Regions from separate parts of the Sus scrofa genome. Here region 2 is linked to region 1. The links are chromatin contacts, called in public HiChIP or PLAC-seq maps. All regions are on one chromosome and are shown on one strand. The core of a region is the stretch at or near the end of the contact, and the rest is flanking DNA. Distances in the headings are between cores, read along the strand shown.

What was found. HiChIP or PLAC-seq counts read pairs in DNA pulled down with a chosen protein or histone mark.
Region 2: an H3K27ac HiChIP or PLAC-seq map of alveolar macrophages shows a contact between it and region 1. The contact joins two enhancer-like sites. A contact is called at or near these places in 1 of 47 Hi-C or Micro-C datasets (liver) and 1 of 2 datasets of contacts at active chromatin or transcription factors (alveolar macrophages).

The regions. Positions count from the first base shown.
Region 1 is chr6:93,522,347-93,529,465 of Sscrofa11.1, forward strand. No RefSeq gene overlaps it. Among named protein-coding and RNA genes, the nearest start is that of ZC3H12A, 15 kb to the right of the region's middle. Within about 2 kb of position 4,690, at least 57 of the 83 cell types and tissues checked have an H3K27ac peak or open chromatin away from gene starts, as enhancers often do. A contact at or near this core is called in alveolar macrophages and liver, where this site is marked.
Region 2 is chr6:93,877,075-93,883,951 of Sscrofa11.1, forward strand. MTF1 (metal regulatory transcription factor 1) reads right to left here. Exons shown (of 11, transcript NM_001243544.1): 2 at 4,720-5,178. The coding sequence starts at 5,127. Among named protein-coding and RNA genes, the nearest start is that of MTF1, 3.9 kb to the right of the region's middle. Within about 2 kb of position 1,552, at least 16 of the 83 cell types and tissues checked have an H3K27ac peak or open chromatin away from gene starts, as enhancers often do. A contact at or near this core is called in alveolar macrophages and liver, where this site is marked.

The sequences.
Region 1 (7,119 bases), core at 3,440-5,939:
AATCCTGAGTGAATCCTGGCCTTTGCAGAGGTCTTAGCTACTTTCATGGATGCCTCGCCAGACTCCAGCATCCAGGACCCCAGGAATTGAAAGCAGCCATCGCCGTGTTTGTTCCTCCCCACAGTTGCCTGCCGTGGAAATGCACAGAGCAGGTGTGCACATAGGCACCTGGGCATGGGGTCCTGGGGGCAGGGGTTGCGGGGCGGTCCAGGGTGCACTACACAGAGATGTGGGCTTGCCACCGTCCTCCACGCCGCATGTGCACCTCCCCCAGCCCCCACCCCCGCACTAACAGCTCCCAGCACACCGTGCTCCTGCTGCTTAATTTTGCTGAACACCGAGTCCCAACCCCGTGTTAATTGGTTTTACTCCAGCCTTTTGTGCCTTCCATTAAATGAGGAAATGCCACCCATAAAATTTTAATTTTAAAAGCCAACTTGTTTGTTTTATATTGAAATTCCCCAGGCAGCTCCAGCAGAGGGAAACAGACACATTTTCGTTTCATTAAAGCAACTTGAGTGAAGATAAAAAAGAAGCTGAAAAATTAGATTTAAAAACAGAGCAAGAAGCATTTAAAGAAAATGAATGAAAATGAGCTGCCGCGGAGGGCGGCGGGGAATCAGGCTCCACCTCTGCCCGCCTGCGCCCCCTGCAGGGAGACAGCGGAGCGGAAGGGAGAGTCAATGGACGCCGCCTGCCTGAGCCCCCAGAAGGCTGGAACGTGGACTCTCTCCATGTTCTAAAGCTTGGCTCACTGTCTGATGAGTTCCATTAGGAGGTCAGTAACATCTGCTTTGGCCACCAAAGCAGAATTCCAGCTTCTGTGTCCTAGAGGAAGGAGGCTGGAGGGACAAGACCACTGGGCCAGGAGCATCCTCCCCCTCAAGGATAAACTGCATGATGGTTAAGCCAACTGGGTGGTCCTGGCTCTACCATTTACCAGCTGTGTAATGGAGGGCCAGTGGCCTCAGTTTTCTCGGCCGTAAAATGGGAGTCATGATGTTTCTTAGTTTACAGGGTTGTTGAGAGGTTTAAAAAGGTTAATACCGGAGTTCCCATCATGGCACAGTGGTTAACGAATCCGACTAGGAACCATGAGGTTGCGGGTTCCATCCCTGCCCTTGCTCAGTGGGTTAAGGATCCGGCATTGCTGTGAGCTGTGGTGTAGGTTGCAGACGTGGCTCAGATCCCATGTTGCCGTGGCTCTGGAGTAGGCCAGCAGCTACAGCTCCGCTTCGACCCCTAGCCTGAGAACCTCCCTATGCCGTGGGCCCAAGAAATGGCAAAAAGACAAAAAAAAAAAAAAAAAAAAAAAAAAAAAAAAACAGCTACAAGAGACTGGGGTGATGGGATGGGGTGCGCAGAGGTCTGATGAAAGATTGAGGAACCCTCATTCCATGGCACAATTCTTGTGGGCCAAACCAGTTCATTAAATTTTTATCATAATCTTCCCAAGGAAAGCCAGACTCCCTGGATTTAAATCCCAACCCTACCACTCACCAGCTGCGTATTTCTTGGGCAAGAGTCTTCTGGGCCTCAGCCTCTCCATAAATATAATGGGAACAATAAGTAGATCAGCCACATGTTGTCATGGAGAGCTAATAAAACAAGCTCTGCTGCTGGAGTTCCCGTTGTGGCTCAGCAGTAATCGAATCTGACTAGCATCCATGAGGACGAAGGTTCGATCCCTGGCCTTGCTCAGTGGGTTAAGTACCCGGCGTTGTCATGACCTGTGGTGTAAGGTTGAAGACACGGCTCAGATCCTGCATTGCTGTGGCTGTGGCTGGCAGCTGCAGCTCCAATTTGACCCCTAGACTGGGAACCTCCATGTGCCACAGGTACGGTCCTAAAAAGCAAAAAACAAAGCAAAACCAACCAACAAACAAACAAACAAGCTCTGCTGAATGCCCAGCACCATTAACTGCCTAGTAACTGGCTGCTGTTCTGTGCCAGGTCTGGGGGGGTTCTGAGGCTGTGGAGGTGGAGACAGGGCTGGGCAGGTGGTACCATTAATAGTGACCTCACCTCTCTGTTCACAGCTGTTGCCATGGCATCCTTTTTGTTGTTGTTGTTGTTGTTGTCTTTTTGCCATCTCTTGGGCAGCTCCCATGGCATATGGAGTTTCCCAGGCTAAGGGTCTAATAGGAGCCATAGCCGCCGGCCACAGCCACAGCCACAGCAACGCGGGATCCGAGCCTTGTCTGCAATCTACACCACAGCTCATGGCAACGCTGGATCCTTAACCCACTAAGCAAGGGCAGGGATCGAACCCGCAACCTCATGGTTCCTAGTTGGATTCATTAACCACTACGGCCATGGTGTCATTATTAATAGCACTCCCTTTCATTCTCAAAAGTATCCTAAACTGGATGACTAATTATATGGTCATCCTGCTCCAAATCCCCCACTCCAATGAAGGTGCCTCAGAGCTTGCCCCTGAGGTTTGGGGGAAAGTTCCTGACCCCTTGACCTGCTTTCTGTCTGACTACAGAGTCCTAACCCTGAGCCCTAACCTCAAGCTTGGCTCCGACTCAAGAAGCTCGTTACCTCCAAAGCATGATAAAGAAACGGGGCGGGGAGAGGCCGGGGAAAGGCCAACGGTGGCCGGAAGATGCTGGGATTGGAGTCTGGGATTCCGGGAGCCACTGAGGGCAATTTACGCAACCCCTGATCCTTAACTTCCTCTTCTCTCTGGGGAAGTGGGGGTGGAGGGATTAGCCACAGCACTCTCTCCACCCGTGGTTGCAAAGATCATCTGGTGGTTCCATCAGGAGGTCAGTGACATCTGCTTCAGCCACCAAAGCAGAATTTCCAGGTCCTCTTCCTCAAGGTGACCAGAGATGGGGACAGAGAGAGCCGTAAAGGGGCACAGATGGGGAAGGGGTGGTCTGCCCGGTGCCCTGGCACGAAGAAGTCCTATCACTCAGAGCCTGTGTCCTGCAGACCCTGACCCGCTTCCCACAGTCCCCCAACACCTGCCCAGGCACCTCAGACCCCCTCAGATACCCATCATCCAGGCAGCAGCAATGGCTGTCCCCAAGCTTCATCCCTCCGTCTACAAGAGCTGCCTTCTCAGAGTTCCTGTCATGGCTCAGCAGAAACGAATCTGACTAGTATCCACGAGGACGCAGGTTCAATCCCTGGCCTCGCTCAGTGGGTTAAGGATCCAGCATTGCCCTGAGCTGTGGTGTAGGTCATAGACACACCTCGGATCCCATGTTCCTGTGACTGTGATATAGGCCAGTGGCTATGGCTCCGATTCAGCCCCTAGCCTGGGAACCTCCATGTGCTGCGGGTGTGGCCCTGAAAAAGCCATCAGTTGATAAAACCAGCAAATCAAGGGAGATGTCTGTATGGGGGTGGGAACCACAGAAGACAAGAGGGGGTGTCACAGTGGAGTGAGGAGGGGTCTGAGTGGGAATCTGGCTCAGGGTGTCAGAGCACAAATGGGGTGAGGGGGGATCCCCACATGGGGGAGCCAGTGTGGGTGTCAGAGCCCAATCAGGGTGAGCAGGGCAGCCACCGGGGGCTGGGGGGGGGCATCCTGGGAAATCAGAGACAAGGAGAGGGCCGGACTGGAAGTGGGGGACTGGAAGTGGGAGCCTAAGGCAGAGTCAGGAGGGGGTCTTAATGAAGGGAGGGGGTAACCCTGCCTGAGGAATCCGTCTGACAGGAGGGGGTTCAGAGCAAGGAGGGACGGCCCAGATCACCACCACTCAGGACTCCTTCTCCACCTGCCCAGGGCCTTTCTAAAGCCAAGGAGGGGAGCTCCCGTCGTGGCTCAGTAGTTAACGAATCCGACTAAGAACCATGACGTTGCGGGTTTGATCCCTAGCCTTGCTCAGTGGGTTAAGGATCCAGCGTTGCCTTGAGCTGTGGTGTAGGTTGCAGACGCAGCTCGGATCCTGCATTGCTGTGACTCTGGTGTAGGCCTGCAGCTACAGCTCTGATTAGACCCCTAGCCTAGGAACCTCCATATGCCAAGGGAGTGGCCCTAGAAAAGGCAAAAAGACTAAAGTAAAATAAAATAAAAAGCCAAGGAGGACCTGGAGCCATTCCCAAATCAACCGAAGTCATCAAACATGCACTGAGCACCAGTGACGTGCTGGGCAGCTCTCGGGGGTTGAGAGAGAGTCCGGATGGAGTCCAACAGCCTAGTGGGGACGACAGCCTGGATCCTGCCTTTATAGGATGGGTTGATGGGAGCACCTGCAGGCAAGGGGGCAGTGTGACCTCTCAGGGGGCATCAGGAACTGTTGTGAGAAGAGGCAAGCTGAGTGTTGAAGGAAGATGACTTTGCCAAGTGGGGTGGGATGGGGGCAGCAGTGGAATCGCCCTCTACCCATCCTTACCTGTCTATGTTCCACCCATTCCCAAAAGCCAGGGTTACCAGGAACCTCACGAGAGGCCTTTCCATCCTGGGACTCCAAAGACTACACCGTAGGCACCGCATCTCACCCCGCCCCATAGCCTCAGGGGCCACCTCACTTTTGTCCAAACCCCATTCCACCTGGGAGCTCGCCTTGATAGGAAGGTTTCCCCTGCCCCTTTCCTTTCTGAGATTCAGCATCTCTCATCATTGAGACGTTCTGTCTTGTGTTTAACTCCAGAAAGGACTTTTTTGGTTAAGATGTGGCAAAGGCGTCCCCGTGCCCCACCTCCCTGCGGTCACCAGCAGGGGGCGCCACAGCCCAGCCCACAGGCTGTGTTATCAGAGGCCCGGCGGTGCAGCGGAGGAACGAGGGAGGGTCTGGGTGCCCCGGGAGCGCCGGAGTGCGGTGCCGCACGGAAGCTGCTAGAGGAAGCAGGACCACCTGGTCGGAGGCGACACGCCCGCGCCCCGCGGCCGGGACAAGGGAAAGGGAGTGGCAATGGGTTCTGCCTAGTCATCGCCTGCGAAGGCTCGCGTCACCTCTGATGTCAGGGCTTCCAAGGGCTTCGTTCCAGTTCCGGGCTCCAGGAAAGGGCGTCGCGGGGCTCAGAGGTTACACAACTTCCCCCGGGGCCGCGTCGGAAGGGACCGACGGGGAGGGATTCGAACCCCTGTCGGTGGGCTCCTGCCTGGCAGCACAGGCTGCAGGTGGCCGGGCTCTAGATAAGCATTCTCCCCAAACCCACCATACAGCCTGGCCGGCCTTGGCCTGGCTTCCTTCTTTCTCATCTCTCAGATGGTCTTTCATGGTAAGCTCTCCTTGGAAACTTTATAATTTAAAAAAAAAAAAACAAAGCCTCCTGAATCCACAAATGTTTTTAAATGAATTCAGGTCCCAAATTCCTGGAGTAGGGTGGGGAGGCAGAAGATGATGGAAAGTCTTTCAGTGTGTCAAGGGCGCTGGAGCCCTCTCCCACCTCCCAAGCGCTTGCTGACGGGGACACAAGAGCCCTCGCGCATCTGGGGAAGTGTCTCCTTTTGAAAACGCACGGGTCCTTGTGCTCTGAGTGTTTTGAGTCCGGTCCATTATGAGAAATCTCCTTTTGAGGATGGACATATTCAAATCCAGATGCTGTTCTTCCAGAACAAAAAGCGCCCTCCAAACTCTGTGAAGAAAGAGGTTCTCATCCTTTGAAGGAATAACATCTCTTGATAAGCGGATTTTTTTCCCCCAGCCAAGAACGTGCTTTTCTGAATTTGCTAAAACTGGTTTAATAGCCTGTCCCTGTTCCACGTCTGATGCCAGGATGGCAGCAACAAGGTGGAATGTCACTGGCTGCTGGATTCAGTAGATGGAGTATGGCTTCACTAAGAAGAGGTTGGATTTTTAAAATATACACGGTTTATTTAGAAGGATTTCTTTTAATTCAAGACATACATTCTAATGGGACAAGTGTAAGATGAAATATGGATTATCAGAAAAACTTCCCAAATTGTACATTTCACTTTGCTGATTCAAAGACCTTTGGATAATTAAAAATAAATTAAAAGAAAAAAGAAGAGTTCCTGTCGTGGAGCAGCAGAAACAAATCCAACTAGGAACCATGAGGTTGCAGGTTCGATCCCTGGCCTTGCTCAGTGGGTTAAGGATCCAGCATTGCTGTGAGCTGTGGTGTAGGTCACAGATGAGGCTTGGATCCTGCGCTGCTGTGGCGTACGCCGGCAGCTGTAGCTCCAATTAGATCCCTAGCCTGGGAACCTCCATATGCCAGGGGTCCAGCCCTAGAAAGACAAAAGGCCAGAAAAAAAAGAAAGAAAGGAAAAAAAAGAACCCATGCCTTAAGATAATAAATATGTCTGGGAGTTCCCGTCGTGGCGCAGTGGTTAACGAATCCGACTAGGAACCATGAGGTTGCGGGTTCGGTCCCTGCCCTTGCTCAGTGGGTTAACGATCCGGCGTTGCCGTGAGCTGTGGTGTAGGTCGCAGACGCGGCTCGGATCATGCGTTGCTGTGCCTCTGGCGTAGGCTGGTGGCTACAGCTCCGATTCGACCCCTAGCCTGGGAACCTCCATATGCCGCGGGAGCGGCCCAAGAAATAGCAACAACAACAACAACAACAAAAGACAAAAAAAAAAAAAAAAAAAGAAAGAAAAAAAAAATATGTCTATCACCTTTTAAAAAAAATCCTCAAATAACAAATTTTCAGAAAAAAAGAATGTGAGTTCTCCTTGTGGCTCAGCAATAGCGAACCCGACTAGTAGACTAGTATCTATGAGGATGACGATTCGATGTCTGGCCTTGATCAGTGGGTTTAGGATCCAGCGTTGCTGTGGCTGTGGCATAGGCCAGCAGCTATAGCTCCCATTCGAATCCTAGCCTGGGAACTTCCATATGCCAAAGGTGTGGCCCTAAAAAGAAAAAAAAAAAAAAAAATTTAAGAATGACTGAAGAAAAGGGGTTTGCTGGCTCTGTAGAACTGGGGGCTTGGCGTCGGAACTTCAGGTAGGTTTTTATACAGAAAGAAAGCAATGTAGGAAGTTCCCATTGTGGCACAGCAGTAATGAACTTGACTAGCATCCATGGGGACTCAGGTTCAATCCCTGGCCTCACTCAGTGGATTAAGGATCCGGCGTTGCTGTGAGCTGTGGTGTAGGTTGCAGATGAGGCTCGGATCTCTTGTTGCTGAGGCTGTGGTGTAGGCTGGCAGCTATAGCTCTGATTCAACCCCTAACCTGGGAACTAACGT
Region 2 (6,877 bases), core at 302-2,801, 350 kb after region 1:
AGCAAAAAAGAAAAAAAGCAGAGCTTGAGATACTGATTCTAGGGAGTTCCCTGCTGGCACAGTGGTTTAGGATCTGGCGTTGTCACTGCTGTGGCGTGAGTTTGATCCCTGGCCTGGCAAGTTCTATATGCTGCAGGTGCTGAGCAGAATGACAGGATTTGGATTTGAGTTTCCAAAGCTACCAAATCAACAGGCATGCAGTAGTAAAGCAGCAAGTACGAGAATAAGACATGTACAATGTGAATTAAAATGACCAGTACCCCTTGGAAGGAGAAGACAGTGCCTGTAGCAGGGTTCTGGCTGGTTTATTTTTGTTCAAGACAAGCATGGAGGGGGAAATGAATAGGTAAGCCAACCACACACTATAGAAAACAATGGAACAATCAAGGGTAAACAGGAAAATCAAGCTAAAATCTGACTCAGAAAATAAGCTGCTTAAGAAGCCAAGAAGACTAGTTATCAAATGATTTCATTTCTCCAGAGTAACACCTGGGCACAGAGATGGAGAAAAAGACCAAGGGTGTGGCGGGGGGTGGAAGGTGGGGGTGGGATGTAAAAGTATCATGAAGAGTGTTATCAGTCATAAACACTGGCTTCTTCAGGCCAATTAAATGGATTTAAATGCCACAGAATAAAACAACATTACTGTTAAAGCAAAGCTACATTAAGATATTGCTTCAGGAAGACAGTCTCCTGAATGCCTGGTCATTTAGCAAGATTTTCACAGACTGAAAGCCACTGCCGTTTCTCCCTTGATCCCCAACCAACCACATGCCTAGTGATTTCAAAAGTAGTTTCTAGAATCTTCCACGTAGGTCTCCTGTGAGGAATGGGAAAATATGGTGGGAGGAAAGTACAGTGAGCTCAATCCATGGTAGACTGAACCAGGTATTTATAATGCCCTTGACCTTGTCCTATTCAATGTGATGGGCCGCCCCCACACATATGGAGGTTCCCAGGCTAGGGGTCAAATCATAGTTAGAGCCACTGGCCTACACCACAGCCACAGCAACACAGGATCTGAGCTGTATCTGCGACCTACACCACAGCTCGGCAATGCCAGATCCTTAACCCACTGAGCAAGGCCAGGGATCAAACCTGCGTCCTCATGGATGCTGGTCAGATTCAATTTCTGCTGAGCCATAAGGGGAACTCCTCCACGTGACTATTAACGACCAGAAGACAGGACTGTTAAAGCAGGCTTGCCAGTAGGACGGAGTGGGAAAGTGACAGCTCATATCACTGATTGCATAATCACTCCTTCCCTACCATCTCCTCCTTTTCTGCCTACTTCAGCATTTCCCAAAATGTGTTCCACAGAATACTGATTGTGGAAATGAGACCTGAAAAATGGTTTCCCGAATTCAAAATATTTAGAGAATTCTCCCTTTCCTTCCTTCTTATTTATTATCAAAAGCTCCTGAAAAATCCCATACTAATAAACAAACCCCTGTCTTGATTCAACTTACTGTTTCCCAAGCATTTGCTCTTGGAACACTCTCTCATAGTAATCATTAACTGAGGATGGCAAAGTTAAGGCCCTAAGCCACGTTCAAATTTCCTTTGCTGAAAAATGATTCAATCCCCATGAGTTACTACTGCCTCATCACTCTCTTCCTTCAACTACCCTATTAAAAAAAATAAAAAATAAGAAGCTTGATGTTTCCTGCCTCCTGCTTCCTCACCACCCACTGGCTTCAGCCCCCAGTGCTCTAGTGAAAGTCCTCCCATGATGTGGTCAACTGCACAAACAGCACAACTAACAGCTTCTCTTGGGCTCCTCAATCCCTCTGCAGGGTCACAAAGGAATAGTCACACGTCTTGGATCTCTCTCCCCTCAGCTTCCACAACACTACTCCATCCATTCCTGGGACTGTGTGACCTCTGGTTCCTCTTTCTCTTTCTAACCCTTAGATTCTCAGAACAACTTTTACTTCTCCCTCAGGTAATTTGCCCACAGTTTGAACTACTGCCCTTTCATGGATTCACAGTTTTGTTTTCTTTTTTCATTTTTGGCTGCCCCGTGGCATACAGAGCTCCCGGGCCAGGGATCGGATCTGAGTTGCAGTTGGGACCTAAGCTGCAGTTGTGGCGCACCGGAGCTGTAAGCCACTGTGCGGGGCTGAGGATCAAACCCGGATCCCAGCATTCTCAAGACACTGCCGTTCCCGTTGTGCCACAGCAGGAGCTCCTGGATTCATAGTGCTAATCCCAAACCATGTCCTTGACTTCAGATCCACATTTCCAAAGGGCTTCTCAACTTGTTCACTTTACTTTTCTCCAGGGACTATACATCCGATATACTCCAACCAACTTGTCCATTTCCCCATCGAACTTTGGCTTCTTCCTGATTCCTATAAGGGAATCACCATACCCAGACAGTGAGGGGGACAGGCAAGTTGGCCGCTTTTTCCTCCGCACGCACAGGGCACTCTGAACATGCCTCCAAGCACCTATCACAGTGGACTGGAACTACTTAACTCACTACCTAGACTGGGAGCTCCACTGGTCATCCCTATGGTCCCTGTGCTAAGAAACAGAAGCAACTCAACACACTTGGAAAAACGGACAAATCCTTTGAATCAGACCCAATTCACGGCTCATTCTTCAAACTCAAGTTCTCTCACACTTCAACAAAAGCTCTGGTTCTTCCCATACTACACTTCATCAGACTCGAGTGAAACTCCAGACCAAAACTACAACTATCTCCTACCTGGGTAATCATGCCAGCACTGCTACCAGAGCTAGCTTTCTAAAATGCTACGCTACCCACATCAGTCTGTGGCTCAGACACCTTCAGTGGTTTCCTGCTAGTCCTAGAATACAGTCCAAACCCCTGAGCAGGCCGTCACTGCCTTCTGAGTCTGGACCTCTGCTACCCTTCCACCCTCCTCTTCTACAACTCCCTATAGTCTAGTCTAGAGGGAGTCCGGGTAGCCCACGAGCTGTTCTGTAAGTAAAATTTTATTGGAATAGAGCTAGCTGACATTTGGGACCAGACAATCATTTGTTGCAGAGGGCTGTCCTGTGCACTGCGGGATGTTTAACAGGCTCTTCGTGCTCTACCCACTAGATTCCAGGAGCACTTCCAGAGTGTGACAACCAAAAACGTCTCCAGACATTGCCAAGTATCTCCTGGGGGACAAAACTAGCCCCAGTGAAAAGACACTATTCTAGGGATTTCCAAGTGCAGGCTAACAGTAAGATATCATTGCTAATAAAATACAGATCATACAGTAATTGTAGGACAGTGTCCAGATTAAGAGATAAGAATTGCACGGTATTCAGTGCTAGCTGACTCACACTTGTGAGACCGTGCTCAATTACGAATTTTAAGGACTTTGGAAAACTGGAACGTGTACAATCAAAGGTGACCAGGCTGATGAGAAACTAGGGGAAAAACATCCCAAGATTAGAGACATTTAAGTAAATGGAGGTGTTTAGCCTGCACAGGAGAAGATGTAGAGAAGCCTCTGATCTTAACTACCTGATGGGTTGTCCTGGCGGAGGAAGGTTTAGCTCACTGTTCAGAGAGGAAGAACTAGAACCAGTGGGCAGTAGCTGCAGGAAGGCAGATTTTGGCTCCGCATGAGTAAGAGCTTTCTAACAATCAGAGCTGGCCAACAAATGTATTAGGCTGAACTGTGAAACACTGTGCTCTCATCATTATGAAAATATTCAAGCAGAGATCAGAGGAACTGGTGTCAGAGAGGCTATACAGCAATGCCTGTTGAGGTGGGAGGTAAGACAGCATGGTCTTGCTAGGGTTCCTTTCAGCTCTGAGATTCTAAGCCTAGCAAAGGAAAACACACATGCCATAAATCATAAAATTCTCCAGTTTCAAGACCTTAATTACAACAAAAGAGAAAAATATTTTGCTAAACAATGGCTGTTTGGAAAATCTTACATTTAGTCCCTGGCAATGCAATTAGCAGGGATCCGCTTTTTTCCAGCTGACTTGCAATTAGCCCTCAGATTAAACTACATTGTTAACTCCTGCTAATTATCACCACTAGTACAATTTGTACAACACTTTACAGTGTTCAAAGCATTGTAATAAGTGTTACCTTACTCACATTAGCTAAATATGAGCATGAAAGCTTATTTAGATAAGCTGCTCTCACTGACTGTCTCTCTTTTTTGGGGGGCGGAGGGTGGATGTGCCCACAGCATGTGGAAGTTCCAGGCTAGGGATCAAACCTGCACCACAGTAGTGATCGAAGCCACTTCAGTGACAATGCCAGCTCCTTAACCCTCTGTGCCACAAGGGAACTCCTGGTTTACTGTCTCTTGCCTCATTTTCTTACAAAAGAAAGCCAGCCTTCATTATCCATTAAGCGTTCACAAATAAAGCACATTCCAGCAAATACTCATCTCTCCAAAACAAATCATTTTCACACAACCCAGAGAGAGGCCAAGTTCTATTACTTTCACATCAGAAACATGGATTTACCAGAGTGAATTTTCTATTTTATTTATGATTTGGGGAGGACATTCTGAAAAAATGGTAATTTACTTTTCCCAAATTTCAATGTGGCCGTACACACCAAAAGTTCCAGAAAGCAGTCACAACAAGACGTGAGGCATATACAGTAAGGAAAGCCACTGCAGGTCCCAATTCCAGGGACCCCCTACACTCCCCAGCTGAAACTGCCAGAAAGACTCATGTAAAGACTTTCCCCAAAGCCAAACTGGGCCCTCACCCGCCGCTATACTTACTTCTTTGCGTTTCGTTTCTGGACATTCCGACTGCAGAGTGAGGGTTGCACCTTCGATATTTCTTGGCATGGGCGTGGAACCAGGGTTTATTGTTAAATGAATCTGATCTGGTGAAATGATGTGTTGCACGTAACCCTGGGACATTGCTTCATGATCTATTAGGTGAAAGCCCTCTTCACCCCCTACTAGAAAAGGCAAGTGTTCTCCACACTGTCCATCATCATCGTCATCCTCCAAAGTGCCAGGGTCCTGCTCAATGAGAACAGTTGTCCTATCATAAACAGTTCCAGATGAGGAAGGCACCAGTCCGTTCTTATCCACAAACCTGAGCATCTTGTCATCGGGGGTCAGCTCATCTTCCTCTGCCTCAAAATAGCTGATGCTGTTGTCTGGACTGTGTTCCCCCATGGTTCAATTGTGCTCAGCCCAATTGTGAGAAATGGAAAGGTAGTGACCTGTCTGCAATAGAACAAAGCCAAAGTTAGGAGTCATAGCACAGGACCAGGGACCTCCTCAGCAATCACAGGGCTTTTTTTCCTCTCATTTCAAGAGCAGGCCAAACATCTTGAAATGAAAAACATCTTCCTTGGGAATAATTTTTTTTTAAGTCTAAATTTAAACCCATCAAGTTATCTTGAAGAAAAAGAATGTCTTCTAAAAAAAATGGAAGGAGTTCCCTTGTGGCATGGCAGGTTAAGGATCTAGCAATGTCACTGCTGCGCCTCTGGTCACAGCTATGATGTAGGTTTGTTCCCTGCCCCGGGAACTTTCCACATACTGTGCAGCAAAAAAATAAATTAATTAAAAAAATTAAAAATGGGGAGTTCCCGTCGTGGCTCAGTGGTTAACGAATCCAACTAAGAACCATGAGGATGAGGGTTCGATCTCTGGCTTCATGCAGTGGGTTAAGGATCCGGCATTGCTGTGAGCTATGGTGTAGGTCGCAGACTTGGCTCCGATTCTGTGTTGCTATGGCTGTGGCGTAGGCCGGCGGCTACAGCTCCAATTAGACCCCTAGCCTGGGAACCTCCATATGCCATGGGTGCGGGCCTGGAAAAGACAAAAAAAAAAAAAAAAAAAGTTAATGGAAGGAATAAGTAGCAATTCATGAGACCTTCCAAATATGCCGTATTGCCAAACACTTTGAAGGTTGGTCAAAATACTTAAAGAGGGAGTTCCCCGGTGGCCTAACAGTTAAGGATTCAGTGTTGTCACTGCTGTGGCTCAGGTCTGATCCCTGCTCCAGTAACTTCCCCACGCTGTGGGTATGGCCACCGCCCCCCCCCAAAAAAAACTAAACAAAAAAACACCAAAAAACTTTAGGGGAAATAAGGGCAAAGTGCTTCAAGGCTGAGTTGCTATAAATCTTCAAGAAAGGACACTCCCCCCAAATATCCCCCAAATCAGACCATGAGACAGTAAGTCTAGGGTGGAATAGTCAGGGCTTTGGAGGCAGAGTCACCTACCCACAAATCCCAGCTCTACTACTTACTACTACTGGGGTAAATGTTCTGTGCCTCAGTTTTTCTCACAAGTAAGGTGAGACTGGTAATTCCTATTCTCAAGAAATTGTTGTTCAGAGTAAAAGAGATTATGTATGTCAAGGCACAATGTCTGACAACCTTGGAGGACTCAAGTGTGAATTTGTTCCCTCCTTCCAAGAACAGATGGGTAGAGGGGCTGATCCCTAATCAGGCATATCTAGTGAAGATCACTTTATATATTTCTCTCCTAAAACAATCTGGTGTCCACTAGTAACTATGCTTTATAGTGTCCTTTCTACAATGAGGGAATGATGAGTCTTATTTATAGTGACTCTTCTTTTACCTGCAAACACACAGGTTCTACAAATGTAGCTTTGGGAGACTGAGGAGTGAATTTTAAAATATTTAGCACATCACTTTTAGTTTTCAGTCTGGCTTTGCACTTTAGCTTTCTCTTCTGCTCTGGATTAAAGTGAACCTTTAACGCTGTAGGGCAGCTAAACAGAGTAGTAGTTACCAGAGACAGGCCAAGGGATCTGATCCGGGAGGAACCGGCCCGACCCCTTGCTCTGGCTTACGCAACCCGGTAGATGCACATTTCGCTGCATCTGAGAGGAGAGATAAGAGTACCGGGGGCCCCACTGGGCTGACCCGGCACCACAGGCGGCAACGCG